4 separate regions of the Mus musculus genome follow, and regions 2, 3 and 4 are each linked to region 1. The links are chromatin contacts, called in public promoter capture Hi-C maps. All regions are on one chromosome and are shown on one strand. Each heading gives the region's core, a stretch centred on a gene start, on an enhancer-like site or on the middle of the called end of the contact. The rest is flanking DNA. Distances are from core to core; before and after follow the strand shown. Region 1 holds the start of Zfp207 (zinc finger protein 207). Region 2 holds the start of 4930502E09Rik (RIKEN cDNA 4930502E09 gene). Region 3 holds the start of Synrg (synergin, gamma). Region 4 holds the start of Taf15 (TATA-box binding protein associated factor 15).

What was found. Promoter capture Hi-C pulls out the DNA fragments that hold promoters and counts their contacts.
Region 2: a contact with region 1 is called in a promoter capture Hi-C map of pre-B cells. The contact joins the promoter of 4930502E09Rik here to the promoter of Zfp207 in region 1. A contact is called at or near these places in 1 of 39 promoter capture datasets (pre-B cells) and 2 of 484 Hi-C or Micro-C datasets (CD4 T cells and CD8 T cells).
Region 3: a contact with region 1 is called in a promoter capture Hi-C map of pre-B cells. The contact joins the promoter of Synrg here to the promoter of Zfp207 in region 1. A contact is called at or near these places in 2 of 39 promoter capture datasets (liver and pre-B cells) and 1 of 484 Hi-C or Micro-C datasets (CD4 T cells).
Region 4: a contact with region 1 is called in a promoter capture Hi-C map of pre-B cells, with 2.4 times the contacts expected there. The contact joins the promoter of Taf15 here to the promoter of Zfp207 in region 1. A contact is called at or near these places in 2 of 39 promoter capture datasets (cranial neural crest and pre-B cells) and 1 of 484 Hi-C or Micro-C datasets (CD8 T cells).

What each region holds. Positions count from the first base shown.
Region 1 is chr11:80,379,628-80,386,339 of GRCm38.p6, forward strand. Zfp207 (zinc finger protein 207) reads left to right here and starts at 3,652. Exons shown (of 12, transcript NM_001130169.1): 1 at 3,652-3,868; 2 at 6,276-6,402. The coding sequence starts at 3,828.
Region 2 is chr11:84,825,485-84,832,196 of GRCm38.p6, forward strand. 4930502E09Rik (RIKEN cDNA 4930502E09 gene) reads left to right here and starts at 3,694. Exons shown (of 3, transcript NR_046281.1): 1 at 3,694-3,928; 2 at 4,418-4,558; 3 at 5,006-5,384. It overlaps Dhrs11 (dehydrogenase/reductase (SDR family) member 11), which reads right to left and starts at 3,519. Exons shown (of 7, transcript NM_177564.5): 1 at 3,267-3,519; 2 at 1-93. The coding sequence starts at 3,413.
Region 3 is chr11:83,961,001-83,967,712 of GRCm38.p6, forward strand. Synrg (synergin, gamma) reads left to right here and starts at 3,431. Exons shown (of 20, transcript NM_194341.2): 1 at 3,431-3,546. The coding sequence starts at 3,476. It overlaps Ddx52 (DExD box helicase 52), which reads left to right. Exons shown (of 15, transcript NM_030096.2): 15 at 750-2,088. The coding sequence ends at 807.
Region 4 is chr11:83,470,602-83,477,313 of GRCm38.p6, forward strand. It overlaps Taf15 (TATA-box binding protein associated factor 15), which reads left to right and starts at 2,507. Exons shown (of 16, transcript NM_027427.3): 1 at 2,507-2,605. The coding sequence starts at 2,599.

The DNA.
Region 1 (6,712 bases), core at 2,402-4,901:
ACTGGGCCATTTATAAAAACAGAAATGATGGTGCATACCTTTAGTCCTAGCACTCAAAGGCAGATCTCTGAGTCCAAGGCCAAGCTGGCATATACAGTGAGTTTCAAGCCAGCCAAGGATACACAAGTGAGACTTTATCTCAACAAACAAGCAAATCCAAGAACAAATAAAAATGGAAATGTATTTCTCCCAGTCTGGAAGAAGGGAAGTTACAGATGGAGGAGGGCCTGGCAGGTGTGGTGTCAGGAAAGGACCCTCTCTCTTCTTGTTCTTGGAATGATGACCTCTTGCTCTGTCCTCACAGGCTAGGAAGGTTGGCTCTTTTTTTTTTTTTTTTTTTTTTTTTTTTTGAGACAGGGTTTCTCTGTGTAGCCCTGGCTGTCCTGGAACTCACTCTGTAGACCAGGCTGTCCTGGAACTCAGAAATCCGCCTGCCTCTGCCTCCTGAGTGCTGGGATTAAAGGCGTGCTCCACCATGCCCGGCGATGGCTCGTATTTTTATCACTGAGTTGTTGTGTGCATGTTCTAGACCTAAGCCCCTTCACAGATATATGGTTTACAATATTTTCCCCCATCCTGTGGGGAGAGTCTTTTGTTCTGCAAAGGATACTTATAAAAAAGCATTTTGGGGGTTGGAGAGATGGATGGCTCATGGGGTAAGAGCACTGACTACCCTTCCAAAGGTCCTGAGTTCAATTCCCAGCAACCACATGGTGGCTCACAACTATCTGTAATGAGGTCTGATGCCCTCTTCTGATGTGTCTGAAGATAGCTACAGTGTACTCATATAAATAAAATAAATCTTAAAAAAAAAGCATTTTGAGACGCTAGACAAGGATGTTGGCTCTCAGAGGCAGAGGCAGGAGGATATCTGAGTTTGAGGCCACCTTGGTCTACAGAGAAAGTTCTAGAACATCCAGGGGTACACAGAAAAACTCTGTCTCAAAAAGACTTTTATTTTTAATTTTTGGGATTGGAAGGCTCAGTAGTTAGGAGCACGTACTACTCTTGCCAAAGACTTGAGTTTAATTTCCAAAATCCAGGTCATGAGATTTACAGCTCCCTGTTAACTCCAGTTCCAGAGAGATCAGAGGTTCATGGTCTCCTTGGACATCTATACCAAGAAGACTGCTCAGACGTGGGTTTAGGCCAAGAGAAAGTCTTGGTTAGCTAGTCAGAAAGTACTGTGCACATTCAGGATCCTAGTGTAGTTCTGAGCACTTCCCAAGGTGAGCTTTTAGCCCAATAATCTTGTCCTGCTTTGACGTACTCTAGTTAACAAGAGCAGTTAGCCAGAAACAGAACTATAAGAGAGAAAAAAAGCAACGTTAGTCCATTTAGAGAATTTCCCATATCTATGAACTTTGATGAATCAGGCCATTTTGGCAGTGCTGTCTAAGTGCTGAGTGCTATCCTAAATGGTAGTTCCATCATGGAGGCAGTTGTGTTAAGGTTTGGGGCCCTGTTATACACACCCAACGCACAGAGACACACACATACACCTATAACTACTAATAATAAATCTTTAAATTTCACATTATTGTGTAGGGTCTAAGCATGGAATGTACACACTAAATGACACAGAGGTCAGACATCACCTTTTGGAGCCTACTTCTCTGAGTTCTGGGATTATAGGCTGTGCTTCCATGGAATGCCTAGGGTTGACCCAAAGCTTTGTGCATGCTGGGCAAACATTCTACCTACTAAGCTCCAGACCCATACAGATCCAGCCCCTTAACTATCTGATCTATATTAACAGGTTAAAAATGACCCCAATATCCTGGGTTTGTTGAGAAAATATAAAAACACAACTCATGAAATGTTTCATGGATATATTCCCTGATTTTACTTCTTTTTTTTTTCTTTCTTTCTCTCTTTTACTGATTTGTTTATTGTTTGTTTGTTTGATAAGACAGGGTTTCTCTGTGTAGCCTTAGCTGTCCTGGAACCCTCTGTAGGCCAGGCTGGAGATCTGCCAGCCTCTGCCTCCCAGTGTTGGGATTAAAGGCAAGGCTGTGACTCTACATTTTTAAAGCACAAGCTTGTAGAGTCCTATTGATTCCACTTATGGGGTTCATCTCATGAAAACAGGGTAGTGTCCTAGCAACCGTATGAACTCAGAAACATCAGATTCTCATAGATCTGTGCAAACACAGTATAGGTTGTCCCGAAGACAGAATTCAGACAGAATTGAAAGGCAACCTAAGACTTTGGGCGGCAGTATTAGAAAATTGTAAAAGTTAAAAAAAGGAGTAATTAAGCCAGGCAGTGGTGGTCCATGACTTTAATCCTAGCACTTGGGAGGCAGAGGCAGGCGGATTTCTGCTTTTGAGGCTAGCCTGGTCTACAGAGTGAGTTTCAGTGCTCTTAACAGCTGAGCCATCTCTCCAGGCCCCTCAATCTTACTTTTAAATGAAGTTTCATGTATCCCAGGCATTATTTAATTCACTATGTAACTGAGGTTAGACCTTTAACTCCAGCCTCAGCCTCCTGGAATTCCCTGATTGCAGGCATGTTCCACCAACATTTTTTGTTTGCGAACCTTTCTGTGGTTTCAAGAGACTTCAGCATATACAATATCCAATTCTCTTACACTCTTCCTTGCCACATTTTCCAGGATTATCTTTTGCCAGCAACACTTTTCCTGTCTTGTTACTTTTAAGTTCAAATCCTCAAACACTGCATTTTATCAGTAATTAAAACTTCGATACAAGGTTTCTCTACATAACCCTGAATGTTCTATGTAGGCAGGAACCTGGCTATACATTCAGATCCACCAGCCTCAGCCTTTTGAGTGCTGGGATTAAAGGCATGCACCATCCATGCTTGGCTCACTGCATTTTAAAAAAAAAATTTTTTTTTTTTTATTCAAAGACAAGATCAGGCTTTGTTCTCCAGGCTAGCCTCTAAGTCTTAGCCTCATAGCATTTTCTGTCTTGGCCTTCTGAGTGCTGGGACAACAGACACAAGACCCAGGTAATAAGATAACTTAAGCTTTCTCCCACTGCATCTTCTTTCATCTTTCTAAACATTCCTATGTTCTCCGAAGCCGCTTAAGGATTGCCTTTTTGCGATTCTGAAGCACTTCACATTTCCCTTATCGCTACTGCTGATCTCACCCATACTGCTTCCTAGACTGTGGTTCACTGAAAAAAAAAACGGTAACTCTTCCTTGACCATATACGCCCCACTCCCGAAAGGCAACTGAAACAAGATTTAAAAATTGACCAGGTCGCAATCCGGGCGTGTGCCTTTAATCCCAAACAGTCGCTGGCAGGCAGAAGCAGGCGCATCTTTGAGTTTGAGGCCAGCTTGGTCATTTCCTCTATCAGCAGGGCTATGAAGAGACCCATCTCAAAAAATAAAAGCAAAACACACAACAGCAAAAAACAAAACAAAACAAAACCCAAATTGACCATGTCCCAATTATCTTTATTTATTTGTAATCTATCCTTAATTATACTCCTAATCTTTTCCTCCCTTCAATTTGCATACGGGATAGCCGACGTACTGGATGACCCAAGCTCTAAAGGATCAGCGTCCTCAGCCCGGGAGCGCCACCACCACTTAACCCCATTAAGATGGCGGCAGCGCCCGCTCAGCCACTCAGGGCCGAAGCCTGCGTCACGTGACCCGCACAGCTCTCACCGCGGTGGCTGATGGGAGGTGGAGATAGAACGAGGGTGTCGGCCATTTTGTGTCTGTTTCCTGCGGGACGCGCTGGTGGCGGTTGGTGTGGAGAACTCTGCGAGTCTCTTGGGTTTTTTGTTTTTTGTTTTTTCCAGCTTCTTTCCGCCTCTATTCTGCCTGTTCTGTAGGGCGCAGTTATGGGTCGCAAGAAGAAGAAGCAGCTCAAGCCGTGGTGCTGGTATCCTTTGTGGGGTTGACGTGGAGGCCGAGCGTGGGTGTCGCTTCTTGAGAACACAAGTCTGATAGGTTTGGGTTAAGCCTGTTTGGTAGGGCCCGGCCGGGCCCAGCCGAGCCTTTGTGCTGTGGCTGGGTTAGGATTTGGGGTGGTTTCTTGTAAAATGGGGTTCTTCGGGCGAGAGGGCTCCGGAGTTTGGTGGCGCTGAACTCGGTGACTCAGGCGCTTGTTTGTCGCGATCATTGGGCCTGGAGACGTTCCCCAAGTGCAGTCGTCCCTAAGAACTCCTGTCTCCGTTGTTTCGTTGAAGACCCCACAAAGGGACTTGAGTTTGGGGTAAATGTCCTGACTCCCTGGATAATTGAACTGTGACTAGCCCCCCCCCCCTCGCGGTGAAGAATCGGCTTCCGCCTCTCTTTCGGGCGCCTTAATCTTGGGGAAGCGGTTGCTTAACTGGGTGGAGTTTCTATTATCGTTACCCAATTTTGTAGGACTGGTTAAACTGTTAAGAAGGAAAACAATTTTCTCTCTTTTTTTTTTTTTTTTTTTTTTGTGGATAACGTATTACGCTAAACTGATTTTTTTTAATCTATTACAAGAAAACTATTTGTCTCAAGACAAATTTGTTTTTAAAATAGTTAAGTAGCTAAAAATCCGTCACGAATTATTTAATGCACTCACAGAAAAAGTCTTGCGAGGTCAGAACTCTTAGTATATGCGAATTTACATTTCCTGAATGCATAGATTAATAATGAAACTGGAAGAAATTTTATGGATTCTTAGTTGAATGTGCCCTTTGTCATGAGTTGTATAATGGATTATGAATTCCCAGTTTCAACTCTATTGTATATTTAATGAATTGTGAAATTGCCTCCCCCCCCCCTCTGTCTTTTTATTTGGGATTGGGGGTCTGGTTGTCTGGAAATTGCTCTGTCCACCAGGCTGGCCTCCGCCTGTCTCTGCTTCCCCAGTGCTGGGATTGAAGGCATGGATCACCACTGCCCAGTTTGAAGTTGCCTTTTCTTTTGAAAAGAAATATTTTGAGTTAGTCTTGCTGTCTGACCTGGCACTCAGAATAAATATCTGCCTTTGCATGTGGAGTGTTGAAATCAAAGGCATGGGGTATGCCAGGCTAAAAGATTTTTATTTGGGCTTATGATCTTAGACTGCATACCAAGTTTATCTAGTTCAGATGTAGTCATTCCTGCCACAGATTGCCTGCAGTGTGCCACTGGTCCTGGCTCACTTGATTTTGGTTAACCCTTTCTCCTTCATGGAACTCCTTTTATTTGTTTTTGTTCTTTAAGACAGGTTTTCTCAGTGTGTCTCAGTCTGTCCTGGAACTTGCTCTGTAGGCTAGCCTGGCCTGAAATTTAAGAGTTCCACTTGTTTCTGGCTCCCAAGTGCTGCGATTAAAGGCACTACTGTCTAGCTGACACTCTTAGCATGTACATTTGTAAATGTTGAAATAATTTAAAGGTCAAAATTTGGGGTGTGTGTGTGTTCTTTGTGGCAGGGCTTCATGCTATGCTGGATCACAAAACTTGAACTCTTGGTTCATCCATGTAGCCTGACTGCCCTGGAACTTACTCTGTAGATCAAGGTGGCCTCATTCATATTTGCCTGGTTTTGCCTCCTGAGTGCTGGGATTAAAGGCATGCACTACCATAGCCCCGAAAATCTGTAAATGCATGTTTCTCCTGCCTCCACTTGTGCTGGGGCTTTGTAGGTGTGCCCTACACCCAGCATCCAAACTGCTGGAAGTTGACCAGCCCATTGCATGCTAGACAAGTACCCTAACAATGGAGCTACGTTCTCAGACCGGGAGGTACATGATTAATGTAATTTCCAAATATAAATACTAAAACTGAATTGTTTTTTGTTTTTTTGATTTTTCGAGACAGGGTTTCTCTGTAACCCTGGCTGTCCTGGAACTCACTCTGTAGACCAGGCTGGCCTTGAACTCAGAAATCCACCTGCCTCTGCCTCTCAAGTGCTGGGATTAAAGGCATGCGCCACAATTGCCCAGCTTTAAAACTGAATTTATATTAAGTTCCCTCCTTTTTTATTAGAAGTGTGTGTGTGTGTGTGTGTGTGTGTGTGGTGTTTTGCCTACATAGGTATGCTGTATACCTAGTGCTCTAGGAGGACAGAAGAGCATTAGAATCACCGGGAACTGTCATTCTGGTTGTGAGCTGCCTTATAGATGTGGGAAAAGAATCTGGGTATTCTGAAAGAGCAGCAAATGCTCTTAACCTTGGAGTCATTTTAACATTTCCTGTTAGATGAGATGAAAGGCATTTGTTATATTATTTATATTGAGGCAGAATCTCACTATGTAATTACTTTTGTTTCCTTTAGTTGGCAGGAGGGCAATTTTGTGCAGTTTTTTAACCTTAATGATGACCAGGTATTGTAACAGAGATTTTGATGATGAGAAGATCCTTATACAGCACCAAAAAGCAAAGCATTTTAAATGCCATATTTGTCATAAGAAATTATACACAGGACCTGGTTTAGCAATTCATTGCATGCAGGTAAGAATTTCTCTTCTGTTTTGACCTTGTCCCATTGTGATTTGTAACCACATGAATAATATTGAATTTGTCTTTGGTTGTTTATATATTGGGTAAATAGCCAAATCTACTTAAAACTCAGGTATGTGTTCTATTCTCTTTTTTTGGTAGGTGGTAGGGATAGAACCCAATTGATAAGCACAAGCTTTGGCACAGGAGTACCTACCTAGAATTCACGTCTGTTCTGTGGCCATTAAGAAGATAAGTGGACTTGACTGTTAATTTTGAGACAGTTCTTACTTAGTATTTATTCTAGCTGACTGACCTAGAA
Region 2 (6,712 bases), core at 2,444-4,943, 4.4 Mb after region 1:
CATGGAGAGGATGTCCTCCTCATTTGACAGGTCACATCTGTAGGGGATCAAAGTCCCGGGGTAGCCTGCACTCTTACATTCAGCAGCCAGCTCCTATGAAACCCAACAGGAGTCTAACTGGGGTGTGCTGCTCACTCCCAAACCTCCCCACCCAGGGTCAGCCTTCCCTCCCAGGTCACTACCCAGAGAGCTCTAGTGGCAGCCACCTTTTGGCCATACGAGAGAGGCAGGGTCTGCCCATCCCCAAAGCTTGGTCTGTTTGGTCAAAGTCTAAGGGGCTGAGGACACTCCCTGAGTGAAGGAAAATAATCAAGCCGATCAAGAAGGAGTCTCACATATACGTGAAAGTCTTCAGTGCTAAGGAAAAGGGGGGAGGCAGGGATCCTGAGATGCGAAGGAGATTCTCTTGACACCTTCTAATACCTGGAAGTAAATCTACATATACCTCTGGCCCCATGTCATTCCTCCACCACTGACTGCCAAGACATGCTGAGCTGGTTACTCCAGGGCCCAAATTCTCTTTAACATCAGCCAGTCCCTCCCAGAAGGGCTCAGCTCTGAACTGCCACTTTCTCTTCCCAGGAGGCAGACAGAACTTAAAGGTGAGTCCTATACACAGCTCTCAACGGAGTGCTCCTCTTTCTCCCTACAAGTGGTCAGGATGTCAAGACAGACTCTCTAATCTCTACTACCCCAGCCCCATCCTGAGTTTTCCCCACCTACTCTTAGACACTCCCTGTGCATATCCTCAGGACATTCCGTAGAGCCCTGAGAAAGCAGAGCCACTGAGCTTGGAGGGAACTGACATTTAGAAGTTGGAAGCAAGTAGGCTGTGGGAGGCCAGTGAGTGACTGAGCCTTGTGAAGGTGACTGTGTGATTGCAGCGGGGTGCGGGGAGAAGCTGCCATAGAGGAAAGCCAATTTGGCCAACTGCCCTGGCCTAGAGCCCTCCTCCTCCCCAGTGAAGCTAGAAATAAAAGGCTCAATCAGGTGACCAAATAAATTCTTTCCTGCTCTTTTTTTTTTTTGAGATGGAGTCTCTCTATGTAGTTCTGGATGTCCTAGAACTAGATAGGTGGCTGTTGTAACTTTCTGTGAGTTAAGAAATGGTATGCCCCAGATGGTTAAGAGCACTGATTGCTGTTCCAGAGGTCCTGAGTTCAACTCCCAGCAACCACCTGGTGGCTCACAACCATCTGTCATGGGATCTGATACACTCTCCTGGTGTGCGTCAGAAGTCAGCTACAGTGTACTCGTACAACTAATAATAAATAAATAATTTTTTAAAAAATAGTGCCCCTCTGGGACTCAGAAGCCCCCTTCCACCTGACTTTACTGTCCATGTCTACCTCACAGAATAGGATTTCTCCCAGTAGAATACCAGAACCCAAACTTAGTTTTAATATCAGCAAATTCATCAATGAATAAAAACAGATAGTAAGCAAGAACCCAGAAAAGGAATTCATCTCCCTCCAGACTAAAAGTCCTCAGCAGCAAAGCTATGTGTTTATGTGTATACTTATCTATTTGTATGTGTATGTCTCTGTGTCTATGTGTTTGTATCTGTGTGTGTGTCTGTGTATATATGTGTGTGTCTGTGTGTATGTCTGTGTGTGTGTGTCTATGTGTGTATGTATGTCTATGTGTCTGTATGTGTATATGTCTGTCTATGTGCGTATGTCTGTGTGTGTGTTTGTGCATCTGCGTGTGTTTCTATGTATACGTGTGTCTCTGTGTGTATGTCTGTGTGTCTATGTGTATGTATGTCTGTGTGTGTGTGTGTGTGTATGTGTAGAACATTATCCATCTCTCTGTCATTGTCCCTCCTTGCTTCACTTCTGCCATCTCCATCTGATCTCCAAAATGACCTGAAATCAGGGCTGTCCCCACACAGCAAAGAGGTTCTCTCTTAATGACATGCAGCCACCCTAGGGTTGACTGATCTGCTTGGAGATTCCCTTAGGATTCGGGGAATCCCTTTGCTGGCTAGTTTAGGGTAGAGAAGTGGAAAAGAAGGCAAGACTGGCTTCAGAATTAGGGAATCAAAACTAAAACAAACAAACAAAAAAAACCTAGGGAATCCAGTTGTCCAATCCTGGCCTTAATCCTCTCAGCTCCAAAGATGGGGCTGGGCCCTGTGCTTCTCCAGGGAAGGAGAAGGGTGAAGTGAGGCAATGGTGGAGGCAGGTGACCTTGGGATTATCTGAGAGGCTATAAAGTGTACCTTTGGCCAGTAGCTGGGGAGGGGACAGTCCTCCTTCCTGCAACAACTTCTCCCTTTGCCTCCACCCAAGGCCTCCTTACCCTTTTCTGTCAGAGGACTTTGAGCCATGGTGAAGATAGAGCCCTGCAGGTGGTCCTGCCAGGGCAAATAATGGGAATTTCTCTTGTCTTCTCCCAAATGGCATCTCCTCCCTATCTTTTCTGATCTGATGCTGCTCATAACTCCAGGAACCCCCAAAAGAATGTTAAGAGAAAAACTAGGGAGTTCTGGATCCGTAACATTTTATTTTCTCAAGACTTACAGGTTTAATGCCCTATTTCACCTACTCAGTCCCACCTAGGAAAATGAATCAGAAAAGAGAGAGAGAGAGAGAGAGAGAGAGAGAGAGAGAGAGAGAGAGAGAGAGAGAAAGAGATCTACAAGTAAATATTCCATTCACTCTTTAGGCTCATGGCATGTGAGTTGAGCTCAGATTTGAATTAAAAGGAGAGCTAGCTTCCACCCTAACCTCACCCTCAGTCATGGGTCAAACACTAGCTTCTTGTTCATTGGTTGGCCAGCACTTTACTCGGTGTGGCTTGGGTGAGGTTTGGGGACAAGATGAAACTAACCTAGTCACTTAGACTAGCCAGTTTTTTTTTTTTTTTCTTTTCTTTTTTTCCCCCTTCTCCCTGGCTGCCTAGCTAGCCCTTGACCTCTGGCTTCCTCTTTCACCTGCCAGTATAGGGGGCACAAGATGGCAGGGGTAAGGGAAGAGAATACCAGGGGTCAGGATTTGGTACTCTGCTGCGACACGAACTATCAGGAGTGAATGGCTCTTATAAAAATAGAACTTAGAGAGAACTTAGGTCCTCTCGCTACTAAACAGCACTCCTGCTCTCAAGGCCGTTGCAAATGGCCCTAGGGTAGTAGGCTCAAAAAGAGCAGGGTCTCTGGCTCCGGCCACGGCAACTCTCCCTCCCCTCACTCAAAGCCCTGCCCCATGGAAACGACGTACTCCCCCCTCCCCCAAGAGCGTCCCCGCTGCCTGGCGGAGCCTTACCTCGATGTTGCCAACGGTGCGGGCACAACCCACAACCTTCAGTCCCTGCTGGACTAATGCCCGGGCCACGGCCGCACCGATGCCCCCCGAGGCTCCCGTCACCAGTGCCAGCCGGTCGCGCCACCGCTCCATGCCAGCTCTAGTCATGGTCCCGAGCCGTCTGCCCACCTCGTTCGGCGAACCAGGCACTGGGAGCGGGGAGCTTAGTCTGGGGTTACTGAAGATCGGTGGCTCCCTGGTCACTGCAGTGGGGGACGCCGGCAACTTGGAGTTGCGCCTAGACCCACCCACTATTGGCCCGGCCTCCGGCCCGGGCTCCGCCCTCGGGACCTCCGCATTGGGCCACATGGCGTCCGAGTGGCCACCTTTTCCGGACACGCCCACGCCCGCGCACGAGCCCGTCCTTCCCGCGACAGGCGGAAACCGCACAGCCTTGAGGATAGGGGCCCACCGCGGAAGTGGGGCCTGACAGCCGGTGGAGTTGCTTTTACCGTGAGCGCTTCCCTTTGCGGTGGAGAGCCTCCATCTGCGAGGAAGAGGACGCACGCTCGCACGCACTCAAGGCCTCCTTTGCTCAATCAGCCCTACTTCCAAAGGCCTGAGGACAGGATGGGGGATCTAAAGGTTACTCCAGTGCCCTCCCAAACCACTGGTGACTGACAGTAAGGATTCAATCCAAAAAGCTTAAGGGCCTCTGCCATCAAGGCCAGTTGACCTGAGGAAGGGTTATTGTTCACTGTACCTGATCCTTTGGCTTCACTGGCCAAGTAAATGGTTAAAATACCCAAGTACTCTACACCTAAATGGCACCACGTCTTCAACCGTCCTTGACATCAACCACTCCCAGTCCTACAACGGCGCAAATGTTACACGATGTACATCAATAGTCACCCGCAGAAGCTGACAACTTGAATATCACGTGGTAGCCATAACTTTAAACAGCATGCATAATATACCCTTATAAGATTTTTGAGCCGGGCGTGGTGGCTCATGCCTTTAATCCCAGCACTCGGGAGGCAGAGGCAGGTGGATTTCTCAGTTTGAGGCCAGCCTGGTCTACAGAGTGAGTTCCAGGACAGCCAGGGCTATACAGGGAAACCCTGTCTCGAAAAAAACAACAAAAACAATATTTTTGTTTTTCTTTTGTGCAGGAGCCAACAGAGCTCTACCACAAGGCATGGTGGCACAAGCCGGTAAGGGGACATAAGAGACAGGTCCACGAGTTCAAGGCCATCCTTTAGTAGAGAGTGAATTCCAGGCCAACTGAAACATGAGCCCCTTTCTCAAACACAGTAAGTATACTGGCACATTAAGTGTGAAAAACAACAAAACAAAACAAAACAAAACAAAACAAACAAAAAAAAGAGAAGTGTGATGAAGGCTAGAGAGATGGCTCAGCAGTTAAGAGCACTAGCTGCTCTTCCAGAGGTCCCGAGTTCAATTCCCAGCAAGCACATGGTGGTGGCTCACAACTATCGAAAAAGGTCCGATGCCCTCTTCTGGTGTGTCTGAAGACACCAACAGTGTACCCATACATGCCTGATAATGCCAGCTGGTGGTACATGCCTTTGATTCAGCACTCAGCAGGCAGATCTCTTGAGTTTGTTGCCAGCCTGGTGTACAGTGAGTTCCAGGTCAACCCGGGCTACAGAGAAACCCTGTCTCAAACAAAACAAAACAACAACAACAAAAAATAAAAATAAAAAACCAACAAACTGTTTGATGTCTACCTTCTTCAGATAGCCATCCTTTATGATTTCTGGACATGGATAAGAAGCTCAAAGACCAGGCGCGTGCGTGCCTACCACAGTCACACAACCCATGCTGATGCAGTCCTAGGAGGCTGAGGCAGAATTGTAAACTTGAGGTTAGTGTGAACTAGTGAGACCCTGAGTTTAAAAGAAAAAAAATAAATTCACTTGGGGCCAGAGATGACTCAAGAGGCTAAAAACACTGCCTGTCCTTCTAGAGGACCCTGGTTCAATTCCCAGCACTCACCTAGCAGCTTACAAAGGTCTGCAGCTCCAGCTCTAAGTGATCTAATATCCTCACACAATTACACAGGCAATCAAGAATACCAATGCATTTTTAAAATAGGAATAAAATTTTTTCACTCACTAAGCACCCATCTGGCTATCCTTCATATGGCTGGAAGGGCAATATTAAAACTATTGCTTTTGCAGATCTTATGTAGCCAGGAGTGTAGTTCAGCTGGCAGAGTAAATGCCTAATAAAAAAAGAAAAAAAAAAAATGCCTAGCTGAGAGTATCTTTCCAAAGTTGTTTTGATGTTGCTCAGTGATCTACAATCCATTTTAAAGACAATTCCAAAGCTTGATTAAAGAAATGCCATCAACTAACTACCTATGGTGTGGTGACTCACACCTGTAAACACACCATACATTCATGAGGCTGAGGTAAGAGGATCATCTTCAGTTGAAGGCCAGTCTGAGGGGCAATGAGGCCTTACCGACAAAGGATGCCAATGATGAAAACGGAACTTAAGCATCACTGCTGCCCATCTGGAATCTAATGGACAGGGAGCCCCTACAATTCACTCTGGCCAGCCCCACTGTCCAGACATCACGTCCTACTACATTGTCTGGGGGGCCAAGAATTGTCACAGAGGCACAAAGCCCTAACTATGCATTTGCAGTGCTATTCAACCTAGTCTGTGTGTTGTGTGCCAAGTGCATTTATATGCAAGTGCCCAGGCATGTGTATGTACAGGGCGGAGTAAATTGGTGTGGTTCCTCAGTAACCGTCCATCTTTCTTTCATGACATATGTGATGGCACACATATTTAATGCCAGACCTTGAAAAACAGGCAGGCAGATCTCCATGAGCTCAAGACCTGCCTAATCTACGTGGCAAGTTCCAAAAACAACAAAAACCAAAAATACATTTATACATTTATTGGTGGCAGACATGCATGTCACATGCAGTCAGAGTGGACAACTTGCAGCGGGGGGGGGGGGGGGGGGATCAGTTCTCTCCATGTGTATCCCAGGAACCAGGCTTGGGTTTTGAGGATTGGTGGCAAATGCCTTCTCCCCATTGCATCACCTTACTGATCCCATCTTGTTTGAGACAGGGTCTCTCTTTGGCCTGGAGCACCAGTGCAGTAGGTCAGCAAGCCAGTACGTCTCAGGATCTGTCTCTGATGCCCAGCACTGGGATTTTTCTTTTTTATCCGATTTTGTTTTTATTCTTTGACAGATTCATAAAATGTATGTATTTAGTCCTTTTCCTTTTAACACCCATTACCCAGTTTTATCCCTCATGCAACTCGGGTTCTTACAAGCATCTGTCATCTCTCCATCACTGACCTGACCTATCAAATGGCAACAAAATACTACTCCTGGGAATCTCGCCCCTTCAGTACTCAAGACAGCTTGTGACAAGTGGTGATTGTAAAGCCATACTGAGTTCATGTTGGAAAACAAA
Region 3 (6,712 bases), core at 2,181-4,680, 3.6 Mb after region 1:
TTATTATTATTTGGATAATTGCACTTTAAACGTTTTGTGTTTATAGCATTCTTTTGGGCTTATTAAAACTAAGCTACAAGCAGCCTTGGAAGTGCTGGTTAAGTCTTGTGGTATCAACCATACCCTTAAGGCTTTCTTTCCATTTGCTTCTAATTTAAAGACCGTCTTTCTAAACATAAGAACAAGATCTATCATGATCTAGTTCATGCTCCTTTCTCCATTACAGACACAGGTTGCTTTGGGGTGTATAAGTTTATGTCTTCAGCTCAGCTTCCACATTAAACTTGGGACCCGATCCCTCAGTGTCTAGACCCAGCCTGGTGTGGTGAGGGGTGGATTTGGATTTGGAGCCTAAAAACTGATTCTAATAGGAACTTTCTTGGGTGACTTGGGCAAGCTGCTTGTCTAATGTGTGATGACCAGCAGGTTTTATCCATTCTGCCTCGTTGTCTTATTTGAAAGTGCATGTGCAAACAACACTTAACAGCAGTGTCCAGTACTTACCACAGAACCACTGGGTCAAGACCAAACTCTCTCCTTTGTGCTATGTAGTAGTGTAGTTGGTTATAACGTTTTTCATATGGACAGTGATTTTAATGCTAGACCAAGACGTAGGAAACATCTTTGTTCCCAGCTCCTCGGATGCTTTGCTGTATGGTAACTTTTAGCACATGTTTATTTAGCCTCGGTTAGGTTATAGAAGTAAATTCATATGGAATTTCTAATTCAGTATGTCTTCCTTTTCATAGGAAAAAGGTTGCTGGCCAAAACAGCAAGAAGAAAGAAACTCTCAAAGAGAAAAGTTAAAAAATAAATACCTTAGAAGGCAATCCCTGCAGTGTAACTTATGAGCCTGGCATGGATTCTCATGGAGTACTTACAACCATCTTTACCAAACATTTGAAATCCACAAGGATATGAGAGGACAGAATGGTTCTGATGTAGTGATGCATCAAGCTTCACTTTGTAGGTGGGATTTATACAATGAAAATAACAGGCATTGGCATTTCTGCCTGAATCCAGAGAGATACTTCTTATAGAAGAACAAGAGCCGATGCTAAAATAACACCCAAGTGTGGTGAACTCTTAAGGATTTTGCCCTTCAAGTGTGAAGGAAAGTGTGATGCATGCTGTGGAGAGGCGTCTGGAACAGAATTTTAAAATAAAACCTTGAGTTTGAGTGCACCATCCACACTTGTGTGTATGGAGAGCCAGCGCTGTGTGGGATGCAAACAAGAGCAGCAGCACAGGCCAGACACAGGAAGGAGCCTAGCACTCCCTTTAGTGTTTCTTTGTGGTAGGAGCCACAGTAAGGAGGTCCCCCATCTGTGGTTATCCAAATTCCAGAGGATTGGAAACTTGAGCCTGTTGAAATTGACCTGTACTGCACTGGGGAGGAAGCTTATGCTTAGCTGTCATAATGTTGCAACTGTAAGGTTATGATCAGCCTTTCCCTGTCTGACTTCATTCTCCATCATTTAACCATGTTCTTTCCTGTCTCTTTCCACCAAGATGACTGCCTGAAAGCAGATAGCACTCTATCCTATCCTGATGAGGAAGAACATTCCCGTTACACGATACACCTCGTTTCATTGTCTCAGATGCTTATCTTTGCTGAGACTTGATGGGCTTCAGCCACCCTCCACAGAGAACTGTGATCATTTGGACCAAGGCAGTGCACAGTATGCAGGTTTTCCTTAATTACCTGCTTTGTACAGTGGAATAAAAAAGGCTTGGTACAAGTTGAAGCACTTAAGACTGGAGCCTAGAATTTCTCAGGGCCTGTGCTGCCACAGGACTACAACATAAGTGACTGCCAGCAACTGAATTAAGCCTGTTTCCTTTACTCTAGGCAGTTGATACTTTAGTCTAAAATCAGCACAGTAGACCTCCTTTTAAATGTGTATTTGTTTTGAAAAGGGATCTCTGTATCCCAGACTGGCCTGGAACTCACAGCAATCCTCCTGTTTCAGCCCCTTTACTGCTGAGAATACAGACATGAGACTGATATTGAATAGATGGGATAAAGATTTAAAAAAAAAATCAGGCTTCATTTAAATAAACTGCTCTAGAGAATAAAAACTAAAAGTTTGTAATTGTTTTGTTCTTGCAGAGAGTTGAGTCAGTGTATATCCTGAAGTGGGTATACACTTGAAACCATTGCGGCTGCATTTTCATTTTAGACCTTCAGCTTTTCCTGTGTTTTAAGAGTAAAAGTGCCTATCTCTGTGTCTGAAGCTTTGTATGCTAACAGCACCACTCTTTAGCAACTAACGGCAGTGATGAAGTATAGAAACGATTATGTGGTATGGGGCTGTGATCTCAAAGCATCCTAACAAGACTCTTAACACAGGTGGGGAGTGTCCTTGGACGGATGCAGATAGAGATGGTAACAGATCGTGTTGATAATCCCCATTCAGTTATTTTCTCTTTATTTTTTCTGAGCAACCACCCAGTCCATGAAGTAGCTACAAAACTTGTATCAGCTTTTTTTTTAAAAAAAGGGTCAGGAATGGATTTAAACTCCTATACATATCAGTAAGGACTCTCCTATATAAATGCTAGCTTTGACCAGGGAAGAGGAAAAGTGAAATAGTAAACAAGACCAAACAAGGAAAACAGATCTCACAAATAGTGGGCGTGGTCCTAGTTAAAGGACCAAGGACTTTGAGGACATATTGGTGTGGACACACTGCAGCTCCAAGATCTGAGCATATTACAAGAACTTCTTTCAAGATTTTTTTTTCTCATTTCTAAAATAGCAGTAATAACTCAGGGACATCAGACTATTAAATGCACATAAAACTGGTCTAGTAAACTAATAACCTATTATAATTGTCTCAGCGAAAGCTGTAAGGCAAGAAGTGGCAGGGACTGGTTGTGATTGATCCATTATCTAAGAGCTTAACAAACTTACTTTCAACACATTTTACTTCCAGGTAGCTTGGTTAGGGTTGGAGGTGTCAAAGTAAAAATACCCTGTGTAGGTTCAGCATGTGCTCACGGTGCCTCACTATGGCAAAACCGACCACATGAGTAGGGCACCTTGGAGGATATCCTCTTCGTGTGTATTGGGTCCATGTATGCTCTAGATTGACTTAAGTAAAAGGTACTGTCAGTGTCTGTAATAGATGCTGAAGAGAGAGTGCCAAGGGAAACAGCTGTAAAGGCCCTCTAGGATCCGACTGCTGTGTAAAGGAACAGCAGAAAAGCACCTGTGTTCCATCATCTGGTTATATCAGGACCTACTGTGTGCATTAGTGCAGATCCGGGTTTGCAAACTAACTACACCAGCCGCAGTGCTGTGTCTCCTGCAGAATGCCACCGGGGCGCGCCGCTCGTGCCCGGGGGCCATGAAGTCACGTGGGCGCGCAGCCCCGCCCCGTCGTCGGCCCCGACTTGGTGGGGCGGTGTCTGCCCCGGAAGTGCCTGTCTTCGGCTGACAGCTGCTGGCGCGGCGGCGGCCCCGAGCAAGATGGCGCTGCGGCCGGGAGCCGGAGCCAGCGGCGCGGCGGGGGCGGGCGCGGGGCCCGGCGGGGCAGGCAGGTGGGTCGGCGGGGCGGGCGGAGTGGGCAGCCATGGTCGGCGGGGTGGGCAGGTGGGGCCGGGCGCAGGGGCGGCGGTTGCGGGGCGCGAGCGTCCTGGGGACCCGCGGGGAGCGCGCTCGGGTGCAGGCGCCACCGCACCTGCCGCGGGGCCTCGAGCGCCCGCGAGTCCCTGCTAGGCTTGCTGGGCTCGAGCTGCTGTCGGAGCGAAGGCTGTGACGGTCTAGTCGCAAAGCTGGAGGAACCGTTTTAAGACTGTACAGTACTGTCTTTCCTCTCATAGAGCGTCCTGTCCAGTCCTTTTTTCTTTTCTTCACATACAAATAGAAAAATCTGAAGACCTTTGAATTAGTAATTGTCTTGAGATAAAGCCCGTTTAGTAGAAAAAAACATTTGTCTGACTCCTTTTAAAATAGACATTTTGAAACAAAGAAAATTCACTGACCAAGAGCAGTATGCTCCTCTTAAAACAAAAGCTTCCAGACTTTATTGAGCTCCTTTTAAAAATAAAAATCTGCTCTTTGTTCTATTTCAGATAATTTTTAGGCTATGCTCCCTGTATCCAGAATGGTAAAGGGGTGTTTGTAACTCAAGTTCATTTTCATTTGACAAAATGTTTGATTCCAGAAAGTCTGCTCCCCTTTCTATCATGACTCAGTTTGTGTTTATTTAATTAGCTGACATATAGCACACACATTCCGAGATAAAATTAGCTTTTATTTTTAAATATCCTAAGTTATCTTTGGAAAGCGAAGTATTTGGGTTTTTTTTTTAATGTATAGTTTAATTTTGGAATCACCTACACTTCAAATGTGTAAAAGATTTTAAAGTAACCGTCTCCTTCAGGTGCATATTGTGAATACACACACACACACTCATTCACGGAAGGAAAAAAAGCAGTCACTTGAATAAAGCAACGGTGTGTGGCCAGGTTTTCTGCTTCCTCTACAGTCTTTGACTTTAAACTTAAAACATTTTCCTTCCTCCTCTGGTTTTGTCACTGTTTCGTTGGGGTCTTTCATTAGTGAGCATTAGAAATTGCTTTTGCCTGCAGAATATATACAGGATGACAATTTCTAAAGTGGCATTCTATTAATCTAATCAAATGTATGAGTAATAATGGGACCAGTCCTAGAAATTTTCAAAGAATTTCATGTTTTAGGCACAAATGTTTTCAAAAAAAAAAAAAAGGAAGACCCCCTGGGCACAGAAAAATTCAGTGTGTTGCTCAGTTTGGTTTGTAGTATTTTAATGCCACTGGTCCAAGGAGCTGCACTGGAGAATGCCTGTAATCCAGCTCTGAGGAGATGTAGGCAGGAAGATCAGGAGCTCAAAGACATGCTCAGCTATCGGGAGAGTTTGATGTTAGCTTGGGTACCCTGAGATCCTGTCTTAGGGGAAAGAGCATGGGCAATAAACTCATGTGCACTCCAACAGGTAGTAAATCCATAGGAGACACAAAGTGATTACAATGGTTGTTGAAGGGTATTTGGTGTTACATTTGTTAGATACTTTTGGGGGCTGAGAAACTGTATACTCAGGAATATTTTGGTTTGGGGAAAGCGATACTAAGAGCTGAAGTTATCTATAAGAAACCTAACAAAGTAGCAGAGTATAACTGAAGAAAAACAGAAGCCAACACTCTTCTTTCGAAGCTTTCAGTGGGAGAAAGAAATTACCAGCTGCAACTGACTCTGAGGGCTGCCTTCTGCCTTGGATACTGTTTCTTAAATACTTTCTTTTAGCTACTTAGTTTCCTTAAAGGCTAGCCAAAGGCAGCCACATGCAAACAACCGCTTTCGCCTCTTGCACTGAATGGACTATCCTAGAGTAAATGCTTGAGACGGATAAATGACAGTATTTGCCTTTAACCAAGTAAAGCAACAGAGTTGAGAACAGTCTGGGTGAGTCTTTAGTGACCCCACTTGTAATCATGTGGAATGACTACACATGTAAATGTGTAAAATGTTGTTTATTTTAGCTCAGGCTAGAGTTGAACAGATAGCCCAGGGCAGTCTCAGATTTGTGATCTGACTACCTCCATCTCATTATTGCTAGGTCTGTGGACTCCACCACCCTGATCTAAGTATCATTATTCTTGGTGTCCTAATACCACAATTTCTCAACCTGTGGGTCTGGACCCCTCTTAGGGGTGGGTCACACATCAGCCAGTTACATTATGATCCATAGCAGTAGCAAAATTACAGTTATGAAGTAGCAATAGAATAATTTTATGGTTGGGGGTCACCCCCACACGAAGAACTAAAGTAAAGGGTCACAGCGTTAGGAAGGCTGAGAACAAACCTCTGCCCTAATGGGTTCAAAAGACTCAAGACAGGCCCCGGTGCTCAGAGTGTTCACAAAGTAACTTTAACCCTCTGCTTCCCTGCCCTTCTCTCTTACAAGCTCTGGGAACTTCTTAGTCTCTCCATCCTCTGCTGTTTCTTACCTATCCTGGCATGGTTTTTAAGTGTAAGTGTTTGTGAGTATCCACAAAATGCACAATAGTGAAGTCGATTTTGAGCTGCACTGGGGGAGGGGAAGGAGTTGAGATTGTCATACGGAGACTAGGGGCTAGCAAATGCTATGGGAGGAACAAATCTACAGTGCAGGATCGGCTGCTATTGAATGGAGAGAAGAGTTTCATGTGATAAAAAAAGGAAAGGGAAAGTATGCCCGATCCGAAAAGGCCATGAGGGAAAACCAGGAGAACTCTGACCCTGAGGCATCGTACTGTTGTAAGTCCGGTGTGCATCTTCAGACAGGATCTTTCCTGAATCTGCCTCTCACCAGTGCTGTGTTATATGTATTAGAAACCGGAGGCTGAGGCTGAGGAGATCTGTTGAGAAGACTGTATTTAGGAGTCCAGGCCTGAGACATGAAAGCCAGCAGCAAATGTAGGTTAGTAGCAAAAGGCTGGTGACAAGCAGAGCTCCGGGTCTGAGACCTGGCAGCATTGCAGTTAGCATCCCTCCCTACAAGTCAAGTTCTTAGAAGCTCACTTGGTTCGCACTCACCCCACCCCCGACCTTCCCTCAAGCTTAGCTGTCTTATCAGCATCTTCCTGCTTAGCAGCTTCTTAGCTGCTTGTCTAGCCAGTCTAAGAATTAGTTGGCAGGTGAGGGTGGGACCTGGCTGGGGGTGGGGCATGCTGCCAAGCACAATGG
Region 4 (6,712 bases), core at 1,257-3,756, 3.1 Mb after region 1:
AAAATCCTCCATAAAGCATACGGGACCTTTCAGGAAGTAGCCTGTCCCCCACCACGCTTCTCTCTAGGGTTTTTGTCATCCAAGATGGCCTCAAACTTAGGATCCTCCTGCCTCAGCCTCCATCTGGCTTGGATTATGCACATGCATCTCCATGTCCAAATGTCCACCTCGGTCCCCCCATTTCTATCTTCCATCATCCCTGAACCCCATTGACAACCCAATCAGGGGCACTTATATTACCCAAAGTGCTCTATCACAGCTGCTAGCCTTGGAGAACCTATTGGCTAGTTCCTGATCTTTCTTTATAGCTCAGTTTAGGCAGCACCTCATGCAGGAGGCTTTCCTTCATAAGGCTACCTTCCTATGGATGAAGTGTCCTATTTTTAGAACACTTTCCACCCCTGGAACATTCAAGTCTGGTAGGGACCACAGGCCTGCACCCTGCCTATTATATTATGTGACTGCAGTTTCTGAGACCAGCAGGCTGGGTTTCTTTCTCTATCTCTAGGGTTTCCCAGGTTCTACACACAGAGTAGATCTTAGGAAATGGAAACTGGATAATGATATAAACTTACACTGTCAAAGATGAGCAATACTCTGTATATCTTTCTTAAAAACAAAAACAAAATTAGAACCCAGAAGATCTTTCTTTCTCCTGTAGCCTGGTTCTCTACAATTGCATAAGCTCTTCTCTGGGTTCCTCTCCTCGATACAGATGCTAAAGTACCATGGCTCATAGTCATGAAAGAACTTTTATTTCTTTATTTCTTTAGCCTTGCCTTTTGGTCCTGTCTAAAGGTTCCTAAAATCCTCTGTCTATACAGATACAATGAGGAGAAAGGACCTCATGCTCTTTTCTGACCTGAAGGTATCAATTCTGAACTTACCCTTTCTTTGCTCCATTCTAGTCTTTTCCGCTTGGTCCCTGTCACAGTGCAGGACACCTCTATCTGGCCATTTCTTGCATAGGCTTTCATGGCCTCCTAAGTGTCTGTGACTTCTGCACTTCCCTCTGCAGTTACTTTATGAGTCCAGTGCACTGCGATCTCTCTCACTAGCATTATTATTAAGCCACTCAAGTGATCTTCCTGCTTAAAATATTTTGTTTTAAGACAAAAATAAAAAAGGCCCTCTGCAGTCCTGTGTGTCCTGGAACTCACTATGTATACCAGTTTGGCCTCAAATTCAGAGGTCCTCCTGATTCCACTTTCTAGTACTGGGCCATGCTACCTCAATTGGTTTTAAAAATTATCAGTGCTGGGAATTGAGCCCAGGGACTCAAGCATGTTAGGCCAGGCTTGGATCACTGAGCAAAATTCTTAGTCTCGCTTCTCTCTCCCACTTTTAGGCACCTCGCAACTCCAACCTATTCTTCATTCTACAGCTGGAAAATACATATCTAATCTCCACCTTTTGAAGTTCTCTAGTGGGTGGATCCACCACCTTCAGGACAAAGTTCAAACTAAGAGGCCTCAGCTATATACCCTCCTACTTTTCTGGCAAGTTCAACTTTTCTCCCCTGGAGGCTACACTTCAAACATATCAAATTACTTGTTCTACACCAAGTCTGGACAGATCTTTTGCCCAATTCAACTTGAATAACTCATCACCCAGGTCTTCGTTCAGGTGTCACTCACTCGGGGAAATGTCCTTGCAGATTCTCGAGTTTTCCAAGCCCTTTTCCCAACTGAGCTTACTCTACGGCTTTCCGGTAAAACCCCTTAGCAACAGGGTCTGGTTACCAGGCTTCAAAATTCCACCTTTGCCCTTGGTTAGCCTCAGGCTATCCGGCTGTATCCGCAACTGGGGGAAACTATTTCATCAGTCTGTTGTGCGAATTAAATGAGATGATGTAAGGCGCTGACAATTTAAGAGTTAGCTGTTACAGAGGACTAAGAAAGATCCATTCCCGTGTCTCCTTATTCCCGGAGCCAGTTATGCGCGTGACTTAGACTGAAGTCACATTTTTGTTCTGGTCTCACTTCGATTTTTTTATTGGACAAGGTGGTTATAACAGCCCCGGAGGCGATCAGGTATGGAGCTTGTCACGACTTTCGTTCCGCTCGCTGCCCAGACTCGGGACGCCCCCAAGTGGTTCAAGTTCTGCAGCAAGAGCCCGAGCGAGGCCGACCACACCATTCCCGATTTTAAAGGAAGAATCGACTTTCCCAGGCATTAAGTTCTTATTTATAAAAGGGGAGCCTCGTCTTTCGCTTCATAGCTTCAAAGTCTACCAGACCCGGTAAAACTAGAACTGGGGTTGTGAATGGGGCGGAGCGAGCTGGCTCGCTTTCCTCCCCTAGCCCCAGGAGGGCATTGGTACTTTCCTCTCTCAATTCCCTCTCAATAATGGTACGGTCGCGGAGGGGAGATCCGGGAGGACTCTAAGGCTCGGCGGAACGGAGTGGCGTGGAATCACCCCTCCGGCTTCGGCGCAGTGGTATCGCCTGCCGCGCGCTGATTGGCTGCCGAGGGCCCGCAGTCGGCCTCAGCCCGCCGCGCCGCCCTCAGAGCAGCTCCAGCAGCCGCGCCGCCTGGCTTTTCGTTTTCCTTGTTCTCCGCGGGCCGTGGCGGGGCTCCGCGCCGCGGCTGTTAGTCATGTCGGGTAGGTGACTCCGTCAGCGAGCAGCGGCAGCGGCGAGAAGGGGTCCGGTGGGTTCTGGCCGTCTTCCCGCCCACCGGAGGGCCGCGAGGGAAAGACTCCGGCCTGAGGGAGGCTGGGGTGGGGGGAGGGAGGGGGGCGGCCGCGTCGCCGCCATGTTGGACCGGAGGCACGCACGCTCCCAACGCTCCCTGGCTACAAATCACGGCGGGAGCGCCCCGGAGCTCTTTTGATCCTGCCCTTGGAACCTGGGGAGATGAGCAGCTCCCCGGGGAGGGTGTGTGTGAGTTGGGGGGGGGGCGGAGGCCCGTCTACGCCATCGTAAGGGCGGGGGGAGCCGAGATCTGAGCATCAGCCTGAGGACTGGGGGCTTCGGGTCCTCCGCGCCGACTCAGATCTCTCAGCGAGGCCTCCGGCCGGTCGTCTCGCCACCTCGTTCCTCTGTTTCCCCATCCGAGAAGTGGAGCTGGGCCTTCCTGACTCACCCATTCATCAGGTGGGAGTCTTACGCTCTGGGAGCCCTTTTCGAAGCACTTTGCCTTACCCGAAGTCGCGCTACGGTCATTCCCTCTGCTGTAACCATTGGGGTTGCGGGGCGGTGTTTGTTTATTGGGCTTCACCTTTGTACTCCCTCCTCCACTTGTTAATCTCCTGAACTTAGAATTAAGCCTTGCCAGTTACTGACGAGCACTTTTAGGTCTTCGTGGCATTTCCCTTAAGACTTTAGAGACCAAGGACAGCGTCTTCCTCAAATTAGTATTTATAGAGGCCACTGCTGTGTGGAAGTGAGGCTTTCCCCCCTCCGGACAGGCAGTCTGGGTCCTGTTAAACCAGAACTTAAAAGTCCTCTGAATTCTAACAGTTCCAGTTGACCACATAAGGTCCTTTCTTTGGGCTACACTTACAGGTGGCAAAGACAGACCCAGAACGAGAGTTCTTTACTTCTGAGGAAAACATTGCCTAAAGCCATATGGCTGAGATGACATAATGACTTTGGTAGTTTTTCACCTACTTATGAGAGAAAGGATCTCATGAGGTATCCTTGGCTCAACTGGAACTCGATATGGAGTCCAGGCTGGCCCCAAACTCACAGATCCACCTAACCGCTGGCACTAAAGGTGTGCACCACTATGCTTGGAAGATTTGCCCTTTTATTAATTAATTGGCAATCCTTTTCTAAAGGTTTTCCCAGTCCACCTGGAGGGATGTGTATGATCAAATCTGCAATTGGAGAAGATTCAAAAGGAGCGAGAAAGACGGGACAGAGAATGATGGTCTTCCCTCAGATTAGCAATGATACTGAGGAGCTAGAAATCTCATCTTTTTGGGTAGGGTACCTGTATGGTGGAAAAAGCTAGGCTGAAGTGAAGTTAGCTCTTTTTAAATTCTGCTTTTTGTTCAAACAAGGGATTATTAGTTCCAGAGGAGAAATTGGCATATTTTTTCCAGGTAAAGGTCCAGAAAAGGATGTACAAGTGCATCCTTAGGAAGGGTATATGTAGGTTAACCGTGACTTAGAAAATTAAATAGCTCTCTTCATGTAGGAATTACCAAGATTCAGTGTAAGCAGTGCTCAGGGATTGTTTGGGACAGGATCTTCCAGTGTGTCCTAGGCTGGCTTTGAACTCATCATCTTTTAACAGCTTCCTGAGTGGCATTGCAAGCTTGCTACATTTGGTCCACACTGTTGGTTTTTTATTGTAATTATTTATATAAGACAATGACATTTTTATAGGACTGAGTAATTTCAATGAAAGATTTAAATTTAAAGGCTTAAGTTAGGATTTTTTTCTTACTGTTATATACAACTTAATATGTTTTGTGATGTATATGAAATACCTTGACTTTTGAATAAGTGACTTGTTTAATGTGTGTTAAATTAATACACTTAACAGAATAAATCCCCCCCTGTAAGTAACTAGTATTATTAATAAGCTACATCCTTTAAACATTCCAGACTACACTTAGAAATTTAATTGACTTATTTAGATGTTTGCTGTGGCAGAAAGACCCATGGTAAAAATGTAGAAGCCAGTGTGGTATGCATAGAGCTATTTTGGCAGTTAACTGATAGAGAGTATAGGTCTTGCAAATCTAAGGACAAGTGAATCCTTCACCTGTTAGCCAGATAATGAAAACTGAAATCCTTATAAATCTTGGTTTTACAGATTAATTATAGATTTGAAGGACTATCAGTGAAGGAATGAACAAAGGGAAAAGTCCTAGTGTGTGCAGTAACCAGGAAGCTTAGATACTGAGTAGACTCTTAAGAGTTCGTAATCTGGAACCTTTTACTTTTAGTACTCATTTAGCCTTTAGGAGACCACAAAATATTATAAAAATTTAAAAAGTCTGGGCTAATTAATGTTTTTGGGTTCCTGGTTGGAAATAAATGAAAAACTTACTGTTCTTATTTTTGAGACATGGTCTTACTAGCTCTCGATGGCCAGGAACTCACAGAAACACCTGCCTCATATGTGCCGGGCTTAAAGGTGTTCACCAAGCCTCAGTGAGTTGAAGTTTTTTGTTTTTTTTTTAAGGTTTATTTATTATTATTTGTAAGTACACTGTGAGGAATTCTCACAACCTAGGTCCAAAGAATCTGAGAGACTCAAATTTTTCAAAAGGTGAGTTCAAGGTAAATATTGAACTAGGAGCAGCTGTCAACGAGTCAAACGACAAACAGGATTAGGGAAAATGTTTTTAGGTTGAAGATTTAAAACAAAAACCAAACAAACCCCTCCCCAACAATATATTATATGGAAAGGCCACATAGATTTGAAAAAAAGGAACAAAATATAATTTTCTAAAATTTCATTAGCATGTGGGTGTGGGTGTGCTGTGGTGTACCTGTGAAAGCCAGGGCAACCTTAGGCGGTCTCTTTCACCATGCAGGTACCAGATGCTAGACTCAGGTTGTCAAGCTTATATCAGGTATCTTTACCTGATGAGCTGGCTCACTCTTCCCTTCCCCCAGATATAATTTACAAAAGTGGTAAGTGAAATAGCAAACTTAGGAGAATTTTAGATGTAGTTGCAGTCTGTCTCACAAAACTCAGAAGGGTAGAGAAGAAACTAAAATTTTGGTGGGTATTGTTGTACACACTTGTCACCAGTGCTCAGGGAGCTGAGTTGGGAAGAGTTCTAGTTTTAAACCAGCATGAGCTACATAGGAAACTCCTGTTTTTTGTTTTGTTTTTTTTAAGATTTATTTATTTCATTTATATGAGTACAATGTCACTGTCTTTATGTCTTCAGACACCAGAAGAGGGCATCGGATCCTATTACAGATGGTTGTGAGCCACCAGATGGTTGCTGGGAATTGAACTCAGGAACTCTGGAAGAGCAAGCAGCCAGTGCTTTTAACTGCTGAGCCATCTCTCCAGCCTGGAAACTCTTGTCTTTAAAAAGAAAAAAATCTAGAAAAGTTAAATTGTTCTTATTTTTGAGACATGGTCTCACTAGCTCTAGATGGCCAGGAACTCACAGAAACACCTGCCTCATGTGTGCCAGGCTTAAAGGTGTTCACCAAGCCTCAGTGAGTTGAAGTTTTTTTTTTTTTTTTAAGTTTATTTATTATTATTTGTAAGTACACTGTAGCGGTCTTCAGACACACCAGAAGAGAGTGTCAGATCTCATTATGGATGGTTGTGAGCCACCATGTGGTTGCTGGGATTTGAACTCAGGACCTTTGGAAGAGCAGTCAGTGCTCTTAACGGCTGAGCCATCTCTCCAGCCGAGTTGAAGTTTTTAATCAAGAATTAGTTCAAACATGATGCCTAGGAATAATTTCGAGCAATCTATGAAATTACAGATTATAAAATAATAACCCATAGAAAACAATTTTAGGAGGGGCCCTGGAGCTATGGCTACTGCTCTTGGCACAGAGAACCAGAGTTGGCTACCAGCACTAACATCTTACAGCCCACAGTTACCTGGAATCGCCAGCTTCAGTGCATCTTACATCTTCTCTCTTGCATGCATGTGTGCATACTTTTACACGGATGAAAACTAAAAATGTAAAAAGGTTTTAAGAGAATAAATAATGAGTTTAGTCGGAAAATAATGATCTTGATATCAGATAAATTCAAAGTCATACTGGTCTTTGCT